Linked DNA regions of Oryctolagus cuniculus: region 2 is linked to region 1. A link is a contact called in public Hi-C data. All regions are on one chromosome and are shown on one strand. Each heading gives the region's core, a stretch centred on a gene start, on an enhancer-like site or on the middle of the called end of the contact. The rest is flanking DNA. Distances are from core to core; before and after follow the strand shown. Region 1 has its middle 210 kb from the start of COPS8. Region 2 has its middle 22 kb from the start of ACKR3.

What was found. Hi-C and Micro-C count contacts between places; a contact is called where the count stands out from the background.
Region 2: a Hi-C map of embryonic fibroblasts shows a contact between it and region 1, with 4 times the contacts expected there. The contact joins two enhancer-like sites. A contact is called at or near these places in 3 of 6 Hi-C or Micro-C datasets (embryonic fibroblasts, psoas muscle and an unstated tissue).

Annotation. Positions count from the first base shown.
Region 1 is chr3:3,290,540-3,294,845 of mOryCun1.1, forward strand. No RefSeq gene overlaps it. Among named protein-coding and RNA genes, the nearest start is that of COPS8, 210 kb to the left of the region's middle. Within about 2 kb of position 2,877, at least 2 of the 8 cell types and tissues checked have an H3K27ac peak or open chromatin away from gene starts, as enhancers often do.
Region 2 is chr3:3,477,845-3,481,650 of mOryCun1.1, forward strand. No RefSeq gene overlaps it. Among named protein-coding and RNA genes, the nearest start is that of ACKR3, 22 kb to the right of the region's middle. Within about 2 kb of position 2,042, at least 1 of the 8 cell types and tissues checked has an H3K27ac peak or open chromatin away from gene starts, as enhancers often do.

The DNA of each region.
Region 1 (4,306 bases), core at 1,627-4,126:
CTGGGACCGATGCCCGGGGCGAGGGGGGCCGTGCCAGGCAGCTCTGGGAGAAGAGTGGGTTGCAGGGTGGGATCTTACAGGAGTTGTGCCCCAGGAACCTTCACGCGAGATCAGGTTTGGGCCCTCAGGAGTGTAGGATTCTCAGAGCAGAGCCCAAGTCAAGACCGCCAATGAGGGGCATGTAGATGGGGACCCAGAGAGTGGTCCCCCATCCCCTGGGCCCCTGCCATCCTCCAGGGGGGGGAACAAAGCCAGGGCATCTGCTTCAGACTCCAAGCTCTCAGGGGGGACCCCGGCCAGCTGTGCGGCCCGGCGGCTGCTCGGGTGTGGAGCTGAAAGGACTTGCGGGGGGGGGGGGCACACATCATGCAGTCACTCCACGCCACTCCACGCCGGCTCCGTGTCGGTGCAGTCCTGGGTGCTGGGCTTGTGCAGAAGCCCCCGGCTCAGGGCCAGCAGGACGGTGGCAAGGGCGATGCCCAGCACGGACCGGCCGCGCCCGAAGTGCAGCTGCTTGGGCAAGCGAACGACCTGGGACCCTGTTTCCTCCAACTCCCAAGCCCTGTGGCCACCAGGGCACTCGGTCTCTAACCTTTTGGGCTCCAAGGGAAGGAGCCAAGTTTGTCAAACGTTACCCAGGCAGTCTGGTAAAATGAAACTCGCCTCTGTCTCTCTCTCTCACTGTCCACTCTGCCTGTCAAAAAAAAAAAAAAAAAAAAAAAAGGCCGGCGCCACAGCTCACTAGGCTAATCCTCCACCTTGCGGCGCCAGCACACTGGGTTCTAGTCCCGGTCGGGGCACTGGATTCTGTCCCGGTTGCCCCTCTTCCAGGCCAGCTCTCTGCTGTGGCCAGGGAGTGCAGTGGAGGATGGCCCAAGTGCTTGGGCCCTGCACCCCATGGGAGACCAGGAGAAGCACCTGGCTCCTGCCATCGGATCAGCGCGGTGCGCCGGCTGCAGTGCGCCGGCCGCAGCGGCCATTGGAGGGTGAACCAACGGCAAAGGAAGACCTTTCTCTCTGTATCTCTCTCTCACTGTCCACTCTGCCTGTCAGAAAAAAAAAGAAAGAAAAGAAACTTGCTACAAAGCTCAGAGCATTTTGTTGTCACCTAGCACTCAGCCAAGGCCAGAGCATCACGTGTGACCAGAGACGCCTGTCTGGCCACCAGGAATGGGAACCCTACCCCTTGACACGCCCCCCCCCCCCCGGCCTCAACTCCCAGAATGATCCATCAGTGAAGAAGAAACAGGGAAGACACACTTGGTCGGCCTTGACTTTGGAAATGACCGCCGGCCTGGAGCTGGCAGGGGCCGCTGGGGGTGAGCTGCCCACGCCAGCAGCATCTCCTGTCCGAGTGTCCTGAGGCCTGGCTGCTCCGCTGCCTACCCAGCCCCCTTCTAGTACGTACAGGAAAGCAAGAGGAGCCAAGCGCTTGGGCCCTGCCACCTCCGTGGTAGACCCGGATGGAGCTCCGGGCTTTGGCCGGGCCCAGCCCAGGCTGTTGTAGCCGTTTGGGGAATGAACCAGTTGATTCCCTCCCTCTCTCTCCCTGCTTTTCAAATAGATTTGAAAAATCCTTTAAAAAGTCAAAAGGAAAATGATTCCCACGGAGCCAAGCTTTCTTCATCTCTAAAGGGAATTGACTGGCATGTGTGGGTCCCCAGAGACAGGCTGGGCGCCCCTAATCCAAAAATCCAGAATGTGAAGGGCCCCCAAATCTGCAATTCCTGAGCACTAACAAGACCCCACAAGTGGACATTCCCGCACCTGACCTCTTGGTCAGCAGCCAAACTACAGGTGCAGGGAGGGGCCGGCGCTGTGGTGGGAAAGGCTAAGCCCCAGCCTGCAGTGCCGCCATCCCACACGGGCACTGACTCATGTCTCAGCTGCTTTGCTTCCCATCCAGCTCCCTGCTGTGGCCTGGGAAAGCAATGGAGGATGCCCAAGTCCTTGGGCCCTGCACCCACGTGGGAGACCCGGAAGAAGCTCCTGGCTCCTGGCTCCTGGCCTTGGCCTGGCCCAGCCCTGAATCTCTGTGTCTCCCTCTCAACTCTGCCTTTCAAATAAATAAATAAATCTTTTTTTAAAAAAATTGCAGGTGCACTAAAATACTGTATAAATTAACGTCCAGACTGTGTATACAGTGGATACGAAACACAAATGAATGCTGTGCTTAGACTTGGGTGCCATCCCCTAATATCTCATTATGCGCGTGCGAATATTCTAGAATACCGGCCACTCACCCTGTGCTAGCCTCTCCTGATACTCTTGAATTCTCCACTGAGATCTGAAACATCTTATCAGCTCCCACGGAGCGGTTTTATTTTCCCCAGGAGATATGATCAGTATTCATCGGGACGGCAGGTGCAATGCCGAGAAGGCGGCAGAATGTCAGGTGGGTGGAGTTCCCGCAACATTCCGCAGCTGGAGCTTCGGGAAGAGTGGCGTGACCCCCTGGAAGAGGTGTGGGGTGAGAAGTGGCTCCTGAGCCCGGTGACTTCCCACACACCAAGCAGGATGTGGCCTGCAGCTGAGTTTATGAACTGCTGACCCCTCGGGCCACCACGGGAAGCTTAATCCCAGATAAACTGTCCTTGGACAAATTCCTTTCGGATGAGAGCGGGGCAGCGAGATTGGCCCTGACCGTGAGTTTGATGTCAGTAGGGAAGTATCTGCCCCGGCTTCCGGTGCTGCTAACCGAGCCCCTCCCGGGAGCGTGGAACCCTCAGGCTCGGCGCTGGGACAGACGCACGTGCCAGACTCCTGGCTCACAGGTCCACGATGCCGGCCGATGGGGACGGAGGGGCAGGGCTGTGATCCATCTCCCAGCAGATGCCTGCTGAACCCAGAGTAACGGGAAGCGGCTGGCGGGGCTCCTGCAAATCATCTGGGCCCTGACTTCTATTTTCTGGACAGAAACCGAGGCCCAGGGCAGGGAGTGGCCTGCACACTGCCGGGCGATGCGTCCCTGGTGAGAAGTCGCAGGTGAACAGGCAAAGGCAGCTCCAGGGGGAGAAACCCCGGCGGGCGCCCTCCCGCGGCCCCCGTCCCCCATGTCCTCGGCACCGTCCTCTCTGAAGTGCCTTGACGTTTGGCTGAGAACCACCCCCTCGCTCTCTGCCCTCCCCCAGAAGGCGGGAGCGTCGCCCTCGGGTTTCTGTGGCTTGGGCAGAGCTCCCGGCCTGAGCGCCTGAGTGAGGACAGAGGTTTGCTCTGGCTGCTGGTCCTGGAGCCCCAGAGCAAGATGCCAGCACCTGGTCAGCTTCGGGTGGGAGCCGTTTATCGGAAAGGCAGAGTCACAGTCACAGGGGAGAGAGAGAGAGAGAGAGAGAGAGAGAGAGAGAGAGAGGTCTTCCATCCATTTATTCACTCTCCAGATGCCACAATGGCCAGTGCTCTGCCAGGCTGGAGCCAGGAGCTTCATCCGGGTCTCCCACGTGGGTGCAGGGGCCCCAGCACTTGGGCCAGCTTCCACTGCTTTCCCAGGCCATCAGCAGGGAGCTGGATCAGAAGTGGAGCAGCCGGAACGTGAATCGTGCCCGTATGTGATGCCTGCGCTGCAGGTGGTTTTACCTGCACGCCACAACGCCAGTCCTGCCACTCCCGCGCCAGCTGACCCACTCCTGAGAGAAAGGCCTCCCGCTGGGCCCCGCCGGCCAACACTGCAATGGCCATGAAAATTCACTGGAACAAACCATGGCAATGCGACCCAGTGCACACCCCAAGACTGGAGGGCCTTCCCGACACACTCGCCCTGGCACCACCCTCCCCTCGCTCCAGAACCCGGTGATCAATTAGCAGAAACACCAAAATCAAAGCAACGATGGCCACACTCACTGCTAACAACAAAGGTAATAATAATGGCGGCTCTCACCTCTCAGTGCCCACAGCAGGCCACGGCCAGCGACTCAGTGCTGGGTATTTATCCCCATCTCACACGTGAGACTGGTGATCAGAAAGGTTAGGACCTGCCACACGACACATGGCTGGGGCAGTGAGAACTCACAGGTGGTGGACTGGTGTGTCCTGGAATGGCCCGGCCAGCCGGGATGCAGCCGCCCCAGGAGTGGGTCCTGACTCCTGGGGACAGAGCTCTCCACCATATTTGTTCCAAGCAGAGATTGGAGGTGGTCTGTCCCCAGCATTAGGGACGGACTCCCTGACCCAGCCCCAGGGTAGCCCACCAAGTCCTGGGTCATGTGAGCTGCGGGTCTCAGCACCTCCTCCTGCACACGCCAGGCAACCAAGCTGCTCCCGTACCCAGCGCCCCTACCCCGGGCCCTCAGGACTCCCTGAGTGGCCACAC
Region 2 (3,806 bases), core at 792-3,291, 190 kb after region 1:
CTCTGAGCTTCATCCCCGGTGGGGGGAAAAGCCTTTGACATCCTATGTCGAGTGCAGATCACCTTGTCCTGGGGTGGCAGGGGCTGTGGGAGGAGCCAGGCCGAGGTTGGTGTGGAAACTTCCACTGTTGTTCGTGCTGAGTGATGTCACGCCGTGGCCTGAGCCCGGGGCGTGGGGCGCTGTGACCGTGGGGTTAGCAGTGATGACCTGGACTGTGTGCATATCTGGCCACGCCCGGCCCCCACCGCCAGCCACCGTGCGCAGCAGGTAATTAGAGCAGAGACTGGCTTCCCCGGGGCTGTCGCTTGTGTGTCTTGGCACGATTGATGGTGTTTGGTTTTCACTAAAGGAACCCACAGAGAGTTGCTTTCAAAACCCAGCCTGCCCCGAGGATTGATGTGGTAGGTCTCGGCCAAATTTGCCGGCGTTCCCTGAACGTGCACACGTGGATCAGCTGGTGCTGGGGGGGGGGGGGGCACAGGGCTCACGCGTCCACTCCACTGTGTGGCGGGCCCGAGCCACGATGATGGAGACGTGGCTTCCTGCTCGTTGGTTCCTCTGCCTTCCCCTGCTCCCTCTGGGTGAAAAGCACACACGCCCCCCGACTTGCCACAGGGCTGCATCCTGACGGATCCGTTGCAAGCAGAAAATACCCCAAGTCGAAGACGCACTGCAGGCACCCAACGCGGCAGCACCCCGCTGAGCAGCACAGTGCCCGCAGCTCCCACCGCCCGCTGCCCAGAGCCAGGGAGGGAGAGGAGCCGATGGAGCGTGGCCGGCCCAGGACAAGCTCCAAGCTCCAAGTATTTGCTGAGCCAGCAGCAAAGCACCCAGGCGGCCAGGGACGGCTCGCTGCTCGGGGACGGTCAGCCCAGAACGCCGTGTGCAGAGCATGTGGAGTCCGTTCTGATCCTGGTCCTGCAGGAACTCCCCTCCTCCAGGCAGCCCCCGGGGGCTGATAAAGCCGACTGGAACCCCACCATCCCTTGGCTGTTCCAGCGAAGCTGAGCTAATGGACCTCAGGGAGTGAGGCCTGACCCCAGGTCACTCAGAGCCTGGCGAAGACGGAGGGCTACGTGCGCGAGTCACTGTAGGTGGAGTCACGAGTGCGTTTTGTCTTTTTTCCACAGTTACCAGTTCTTAGCAATATGTGAATTCCTGAAATAGCACGTGTACGACTGCAGGGTGAGGTTTTGGAAGCGAGTCGCCGAGGGCCCTGAATGTCCCCGGGAACCGTGAGCACCGGGAGCTCCGGCAGACCCACGTGGGAAGAATGGCCCTGCGGGGAGCGCCCTGCCTTGGCTGACTGGAAGCCTGCGGCCCAGGGGTCGGCGTCCAGTCATGGGGAAATCGGCCGGCTTTGCTTCCATCGCGGGGCCTGTGGTCAAAGCTTTCTCCACGCCCTCTGCACTGTCCTTCCCCGGCCTGGCCAACCCCGGGGCAGAGCTGGAAGGAGGAGCCGGCCAGGGCAGCCGGGGAGCCGGGGACGACGGGAAGGCACTCACCACGCTGCGTGGCGGGGGCACAAATTTGCACAGCACCTTGAACACACACCAGGACCAAGTCCACATTCTAAAGGACAGAGGCTCAGAGAGGCCGGTCCTTGTCCAGAGTGAGAACTTTAATCCGGCCGCCCGAGCCCGGGCCCTGCCACCATCCCCGCCCCAGATGTGCTGGACAGAGACAGCAGCCGCCGCTGGCAGGCAGGGGAAGGCAGCTGGCTGGGGCCGCAGCCTTGCTCTCAGCACCGGGTTGTGTCCCACCGGTTGTGGGGAGTCTGGGGCTGGGGTCCTGAGACCCCGGACACACAGACCGGAACTGGTGGGATCGGGGAAGAACCCATCTGTCTGTCCACCCCGGTGCTGGGGATATGCAGAGGAGGGGAGCAGAGGTCACGCAGAGCCCAGTGCCAGAACCGACCTGGTGGTTTTCTCCCGTCAGCCTCGGCCACTTCCTTAGAGCTGAATTAGAGCCCAGTGGGTCCACTCTGTCTGCTGTTCCCCAGCTGGGGGGGTGGGGGCAGAGAGAGCAGCCGTTTCTGCTCCCGCTCACTCGCCTATGCCGCTAAGGAGCCTCGCGTAGGCCCCGCGTCACCAGGCACCGGGCTAGACCCTGGAGTCAGAGCTGCTGAAGGTACCTGCCCCTTAGAACGTGATCGATTGAGTCTCTGACCCCAGAGAAACATACAGAGAAGACGCTGTTAGCTGGTATTAAAATCGGCGTGCGTTTTCTACATCAAGTACCAAATGTAGGCCCTGGACCAAGGAGAGAGCGCATTACAGAAATGATTGCGTTTTAGAAAAGCAGAAACCCAGCAGGTGGAGTGGGTGTGGGATACAGTGGTTCAGATGCGCACATCCCGCATCGGAGTGCCTGGGTTCAACTCCAGGCTGCAGCCCCTGCCTCCAGTTTCCTGCTCAGGCACTCCCTGGGAGGCAGCGGTGATGGCTTGCGGGAGGCTCCCAGCTCCAGCCCCTCCCAAGGCCCAGCCATTGTGGATGTTCGCGGGGTGACCCAGCGCAGAGGAGCTGCATCCCCGAGTGTATGGATGCGTGCATGTGTGTGCATCTTTCAAATAAATTCACAAACAAATTTTAAAGTACGGTAAGCTTGGTCTGCTCTGTGAAGGGTCTTCACAAAGCCGTACAGCCCTGTCTGACCGCCCCTGAAAGCTGCGTCTGGTTCAGGATTCAGCGCCAACCCCGGCCCCATTGTTTGGGTTTTCCACCTTACGAGACTGCTCCCCGTCCAGCCAGGATCCAGCTTACAAGGAAAAGCTGGCCGTGCATCGGGCGATCCATTCTGCTTTCACAGACTGTCCGGAAGAATGACGGACGCTCAGCCTCACCATGTTGGGCTGATGGTCTCGGGTCAGGTGTAGCGGTGATGGAGGAAGGAGGCGAAAGCCACTCGAGGCGGAGGCGCCGGTACATTCTGCTCAGCTCTAAGCCTGCCTTTCCGCTCTCGCTCATTTAGCCTGGACCCCCAAGGCTCCACTTTCTATTTCAGCAAGCTCCTGGCAGCCAACCTCCCTTGCCCTCTGGCTGACTTCTGGCTCGGGAGAACTCAGTAAAACAAATCCATATCTCAGCAGGTGTGTCGGCTCTTGAAAGCCGTGACTCGAGGACTCACACCCAAACCCAACGCTTAGAGAAGAGAAAAGAAACCGGCAAATTCTTTTGCAAACCGGATCTGGGTCTCTGCCAGGGCCACGCCTCACTCTGGTCAGCCGAACTGGCTGCCTCCAAAACTGGGGGTTCCTGACGTGGAGGCTGCGCAGAGTGATCTCCTCCTCTGGACGCAGCCTGGGGAAGTGGCTCCTGATCCACCTGCTCTGCGGTTCCGATTCAGAGCTGTCAGTCAGCTGTTCCCAGGGGCCGCTCTCGTGGCATTGCTGGAGCTGCCAAAACTCTGCTGGCTGGAGCCAGAACTGCCCGGAGCACCTACGTGTGAGTACCGACGCGGCAGCTGCTTGTTTCTTTTTCTGCTCTGTGGGCCTGATACTACCTTGATTTTTTTTTTTTTTTTTTTTTGACAGGCAGAGTGGACAGTGAGAGAGAGAGACAGAGAGAAAGGGCTTCCTTTGCCGTTGGTTCACCCTCCAATGGCCGCCGCGGCCGGTGCACCGCGTTGATCTGAAGCCAGGAGCCAGGTGCTTCTCCTGGTCTCCCATGGGGTGCAGGGCCCAAGCACTTGGGCCATCCTCCACTGCACTCCCTGGCCACAGCAGAGAGCTGGCCTGGAAGAGGGGCAACCGGGACAGAATCCGGCGCCCTGACCGGGACTAGAACCCGGTGTGCCGGCGC